Regions from separate parts of the Zea mays genome. Here region 1 is linked to region 2. The links are chromatin contacts, called in public Hi-C maps. All regions are on one chromosome and are shown on one strand. Each heading gives the region's core, a stretch centred on a gene start, on an enhancer-like site or on the middle of the called end of the contact. The rest is flanking DNA. Distances are from core to core; before and after follow the strand shown. Region 1 has its middle 26 kb from the start of LOC100283142. Region 2 holds the start of LOC542401 (glutamine synthetase 5).

Evidence for each region. Hi-C and Micro-C count contacts between places; a contact is called where the count stands out from the background.
Region 1: a Hi-C map of leaf shows a contact between it and region 2, with 9 times the contacts expected there. The contact joins the enhancer-like site here to the promoter of LOC542401 in region 2. A contact is called at or near these places in 12 of 25 Hi-C or Micro-C datasets (bundle sheath, ear, endosperm and 2 more) and 2 of 3 datasets of contacts at active chromatin or transcription factors (leaf and seedling).

Annotation. Positions count from the first base shown.
Region 1 is chr4:172,239,854-172,242,553 of Zm-B73-REFERENCE-NAM-5.0, reverse strand. No RefSeq gene overlaps it. Among protein-coding and RNA genes, the nearest start is that of LOC100283142, 26 kb to the left of the region's middle. Within about 2 kb of position 1,448, at least 19 of the 20 cell types and tissues checked have an H3K27ac peak or open chromatin away from gene starts, as enhancers often do. A contact at or near this core is called in bundle sheath, ear, endosperm and 3 more, where this site is marked.
Region 2 is chr4:172,174,623-172,177,322 of Zm-B73-REFERENCE-NAM-5.0, reverse strand. It overlaps LOC542401 (glutamine synthetase 5), which reads left to right and starts at 1,367. Exons shown (of 10, transcript NM_001111974.2): 1 at 1,367-1,514; 2 at 1,996-2,035; 3 at 2,251-2,354; 4 at 2,440-2,488. The coding sequence starts at 1,441.

The sequences.
Region 1 (2,700 bases), core at 199-2,698, 65 kb before region 2:
GCTACGCCAAGGAGGCCGCCGCTGTTGGGATCAAGGGACGTCCGTCCTCGAATCCGTACCTTGCAGGCAGTGTCGTCCTCGTCTCCACAGATACAACGTCGCCGCTTCGGGTCGTCCTCCCCATGGTTGCTCTCTTCCGGATCTAGTGGCGATGACGTCCCTCGCCAACAACAACTACAGTTAGTAGGATTGGTAGGGTGCGGCGGAGGTGAGGGCGCGACGGAGGTCACGGCGTGTGTGGCGGGGGCGTCGGGTGAGATCCATTTGCAGGCGCGCGTGCGGGGAGGTCTGTGGTCGGACGGGGAGATCCGCATGCGTGGTTCTGGCGAGAGCACTGCTGGCGCGGTGGAGGCGGGCACACGGCGGGTGCAGGCGCGGCACGTGGGGCACGGATCTGGGAGGATTTGAGGTTGTGGATCCACAGCGCGGATGACCTTCCATTGCGGCGGCGGTGGAAGGCGGTGGGGAGGAGGGCCCGCGGATTTGCGTTGATTGTGGCGGCGCGGTGTCGACCGAGCGCTGATGGCGGGGCGGGTGGGGAGGAGGGCCCGTGGATCCGCGTTGATTGTGGCGGCGCGGTGTCGACCGAGCGCTGATGGCGGGGCGGGCGGGGAGGACGGTCGCGGCAGAACCATGGTGTGTGGACGCCTACAATACCTTCATATAGAGTAGTAGAGATTTTCTCGAGTCTGACTGTAATGCTGACATTTAATATAACCCCTGGAAGCTCGTCGCCTCCAATTAGCCAATGGGCCTCGTTGAGATACATTACAGTCCAGCACAACGTTTGCATGCATGCAACTCGAAGACGTCGGGCCCCCCCTTGCCTTCAGCGGCCCATCTAACCTGGGCCTGCCACCCCATCTCCCGCGCACCGATGATGACTTGCCGGCCGTCAGCAGCAGTCGCCGCCTCGGCGCTCTGTGCCTCCGTCACTCCTATATCGTGTCGCAGGCTCTCAGCCCGTCAGCTGGCGGCGGAGGACGGTAGGTAGGATCTGTGAATCTCGATGAGCAGCTAAGGCCCGACGAAAGAGACGGCAGAGCGACTGGAATGATAATGTCGTGCCGAATGCAAAGTCGTTCAACGTATACGGCGCGCGCAGTCCGGCCAGTACGGCGACCAGCCAGCGTTTCCGGGTGGTGTTTGCGTGTTGTGTTGGGATCACAGAAGATCCTGTTTATTTGAGTTTTTTTTTTTTGGATAACTTCTCAGTTTAGCTTTCGAAAACCAGGGTCGGGCTCAGAAAAGTGGAGGTTATATAGAAAGTTTAAAAGTCTGGTTTTATTATAGGCTCTCCTACAAAACAAACAAGCAACATCTCCATGCCATGCGGAGTCCGCTGAACATAATAGCTCGATGACGAAACACATGCGGTCGACAGAGGACAGAGGGACCAAAAGGCGACCTCTACGGCTCTATAGCCACATGGAGCAGTGGTACTCCACTAATTGGTCCCTACCAGTACCAGATCCAGCTCCTGGTAGGTAGGCTGAGATTCCTGAACAAGGGCCACAAGTCTAACGGGAGATTCCATTTCCATCTACAGCGCGCTCAGGACAACGTCCAAGTCACAAAAGGGAATCCAAGACCAAGAGAGCCAGTAGTAGCCTTTCATCCCTCCCTCCGATCCCGCTCCCGCTCCCGGCCTGCATGCATTCCTACGTAACTTACCACGGCGGCAACACGATTGATTATCTCTTAGCCACAACTCAGCGACACGGCCCTTCCCGTTCTCTCTGCTGAACTCAAACTGTGAACTGAATTCAACTCAGTTGGGGGGTCTCCGTTATTTGCTGCCGACTTTTTATTGGAGTGTGAATGAATGAATTGAATCCACGACAAAGACGGACGGACGGACCACTCCTCGCCCGTGACCGTGACAGACCGCCGGACACGGATGACACCGGCAGGAATTGGTGGCAAGCAGGCAAGCAGCACAGACAAATTGGTGATCCGTGAAAAAAAACATAGGGGAAGCAGGCAAGCAGCACCAAAGCAAAGCAACCTCTCTGATCTCTAGCTTCTTGTTCCCTGCTGCACGAAGCAAGGGGCTCATTGGCCGGCAGCACAGACAAGCTGAGATCCGTGACGCGACCAAATTAGTGCGGTTGTTTCGAATTGGTGGGTCGGAACGATTCCTAACCGGATTGATTCTCTAATTTATATAAATTTTGATTAGCTGAAACAATTACGGGTGCAATCCGATACAAACGAAAAAGACATGGAGGAGCTAGCTGTTAGGGCATGTACAGTGGTGTTTAATGTGGAGTCTCTTAAGGTGTGTTGGACACCAAAATGAGCGGACGGTCCGGCCCATGGGTCCGGACGGTCCGCGTGTCCCGAGATTAGATTAACTCGGATGTTTATCCTTATCTCGTGCGTGGTTATCCATCTAATCACGTGGGAGTTTGTTGGCTATCTCTTAGGAAAAGGTCCAGACCTCCTCCCCTATAAATATAAAGGGGTACGACCGATTGAGAATCCCCGAACACATTCCAATCGAACCAATTACCTTATTTACTTTTCCTGCCCTAGGAGTAGATGTAGCATAGTTCTAGTTGTAGTCTTCCGCATATCCCCCTCCACCCCTATTCGACTCTACGTCGTCTAGATCCGTCTTGGGTGGCCTGCCGATCCCAAGACGACCCTAGGATCTCACCCCTCCCGAGGGGCAAGATCTAGTTGTCCATCCAAGAC
Region 2 (2,700 bases), core at 118-2,617:
TTTTACAATATCATGCTTAAGATTTATGGAGTCTAATGTTTTTAGAAGAATTTAAGTTTATTTTTAGAAAGAAATTACACATAGGATTTTTGAGCCATAGCCAAAGGTTGTTCGTAGTTGCTAACGTCATGCTTTCCTATAAATACAAGGGGGTTGGTGCAGGAACCATATATGATTTGGGGGAAAAATAGATGACTTATATTTACCTGTATAGTTATAAATGAATTTTATAGTATGATGTGATATAGTGATGTGGACAAATAGTACATGCTAGTGAATGCGTGATTCGCTTATGGAGGGGGTGTTTGAATATACCCAACTAAAGTTTAGTGTCTGTAACATCGAATCGAATGTTTGAATGATAATTATATATTTAATATAGTATAATTATAAAGCTAATTTTTTAGAGACGAAGACTGGAGATGAAGACTAAAAGACGGGACATAATTATTAAACCTAATTAATTAAACATCTATATAATACTCGTAATTGATATTCAAACGTTTAATATGACGTGAACTAAATTTTTTAGTAAGGTAAGTATTTACAGTACATGAATAGTTTTAGTTTGTACTGCCAAATTGTATATGGCAGTGGGAGTCACTATTCTCATATATGGTATATGGTGGCTGGTGGGTTGCTGAATGCAATGCACCGTTCGCCCATCGCTACGCTACATGCAGAGAACCATCAATAAAGCAGTGTGCGGCTTCCAGCTGGAGTAGAAGATCCCTGGCCTCAGGAAGATACCTCGAACCTCCAGCCCCATTCGTATGTCCGTACGTATACAGTAAAAATCATTTTGCAGCTGGTGCCGTTGAGATGGGCATGGGCTTAGGTAGGAGCACGATTGAATAAAAAAGATTTTATTAAAAATCATTTACTACTCCTTTTGGGACTATCCCCAGACATCGGAAAAGCGTCCAATTTTCTTTCTTTTTTTCACCCCCTATGCTCGGAACTCATAAATCAAATCAACCACTTCTAGCGATAAAGCTGCCCCCGCCAATTCAATATTTCCCCCACGCCGATCTCTCCACGTCCGAGTCCACGTTTAACTGGCAGTGGGCCTCTAACAGGCTCGTCCCGCATGTCAGATGCAGGGGCTTGACGCCTTACCAGTACGCGGTGCTCCCTCTTCTCGCACCTACCGCACGGAGGATATGACCTAATACAATTAATTTACGCGGAACTCGAAATGTATCCGTATTTATACGTGTGGAACGTACAAGTATACGTATTTTGTTGGTTTTTTTTTTACTTTTTACCCGGCTGGACGCCAACCAACTGGTTTCCCGTCCTTGGTCGTCGCCATTATATAGCCGCCCTCCTCCCGGGCCGATCTCTTCGTCTCAATCCCACGCCACATCCTCCCCTCCTTCCTCCTTGGGTTCCCAGCCCGTGCGCCCGCCTGTCGCAGTCGCACCGCAGCCGCCGGCCATGGCCTGCCTCACCGACCTCGTCAACCTCAACCTCTCGGACACCACAGAGAAGATCATCGCCGAGTACATATGGTACGGCGCTCGTTTCCGTCGGCCGCCCTCTCATGGCGTTTCCCCCGTCCGGGAACGGGGTTGGGAGAGGGGCTCTGGCTCTGTTTTTTTTTCCTGATCAAGTGGCTTCATCTGTTCATTTTCCGAGTAAAAATCTGTTATATTTGCTCGCTTATTCGCCCATGAATATCTAACCTGAGTATCGGGTAATTCCCTGCCCACGGGTCCCTCACCGGCCACCGCGCCGCTTATACGGTGTTGTCGCTGGCCACCGCCAGATGATCTGTTGGCTGAAAGACCTAATCGGATGTCTTACACGTTAATTGATCCCCCCCTGATGCCAGTATTAGTTCCCAAAAGAAGCAAGTTTTTTTTTGTTGTTAATTGTTATAATAAACACGTCTTTGGATTGCTCTGCTCCGAGGAATATGGCGAGGAGTTGTTCGGTTTGTCGTCGACATGATTTGATCCTATCTTAACGCGTGCCTTTTTTGGGGTGCAGGATCGGTGGATCTGGCATGGATCTCAGGAGCAAAGCCAGGGTAAGATAACAGATTCCCAGCACTGGGAGGACCCCCCGGGATACTGGTGGTTGTGACTCGTCGTCACCTATCACTTATCCCTGAGCTCATCCGCTGATCTGTTATTTGGCTTATACATACATCAGAGCTCTGCTCACCACTATCACTGCAATTATTTTTGTTTCTCTGTTCTACTTCGTAGTAAAATCATACTGATCTGGTTGGTTCTGGTGCAGACCCTCCCGGGCCCGGTGACCGATCCCAGCAAGCTGCCCAAGTGGAACTACGACGGCTCCAGCACCGGCCAGGCCCCCGGCGAGGACAGCGAGGTCATCCTGTAGTAAGTGTCATGGCACGCCAGGCTTGGACGCATTCCTTTCTGTTTGCTTTACTGAACGATCCTTTCTCTTGGGCATGTGCTGCAGCCCGCAGGCCATCTTCAAGGACCCATTCAGGAGGGGCAACAACATCCTTGTAAGTTTGCACTTCTACCATCCAAGTGGCATGAACCATACGGTTCCGTGTTATTTACTGCTACAGTGCCTACTGTTCATTGGTCCAACTCAGATCAGTTCATCTTTGCGAAGAAAAAAGAATTGTGTCTTGTTGCACCAAGTAGACTAAAAGTTGTACATACCCTACAAATAAATTAGATTTTTTTTTAAATCTGCCTGAACTATCTTGAC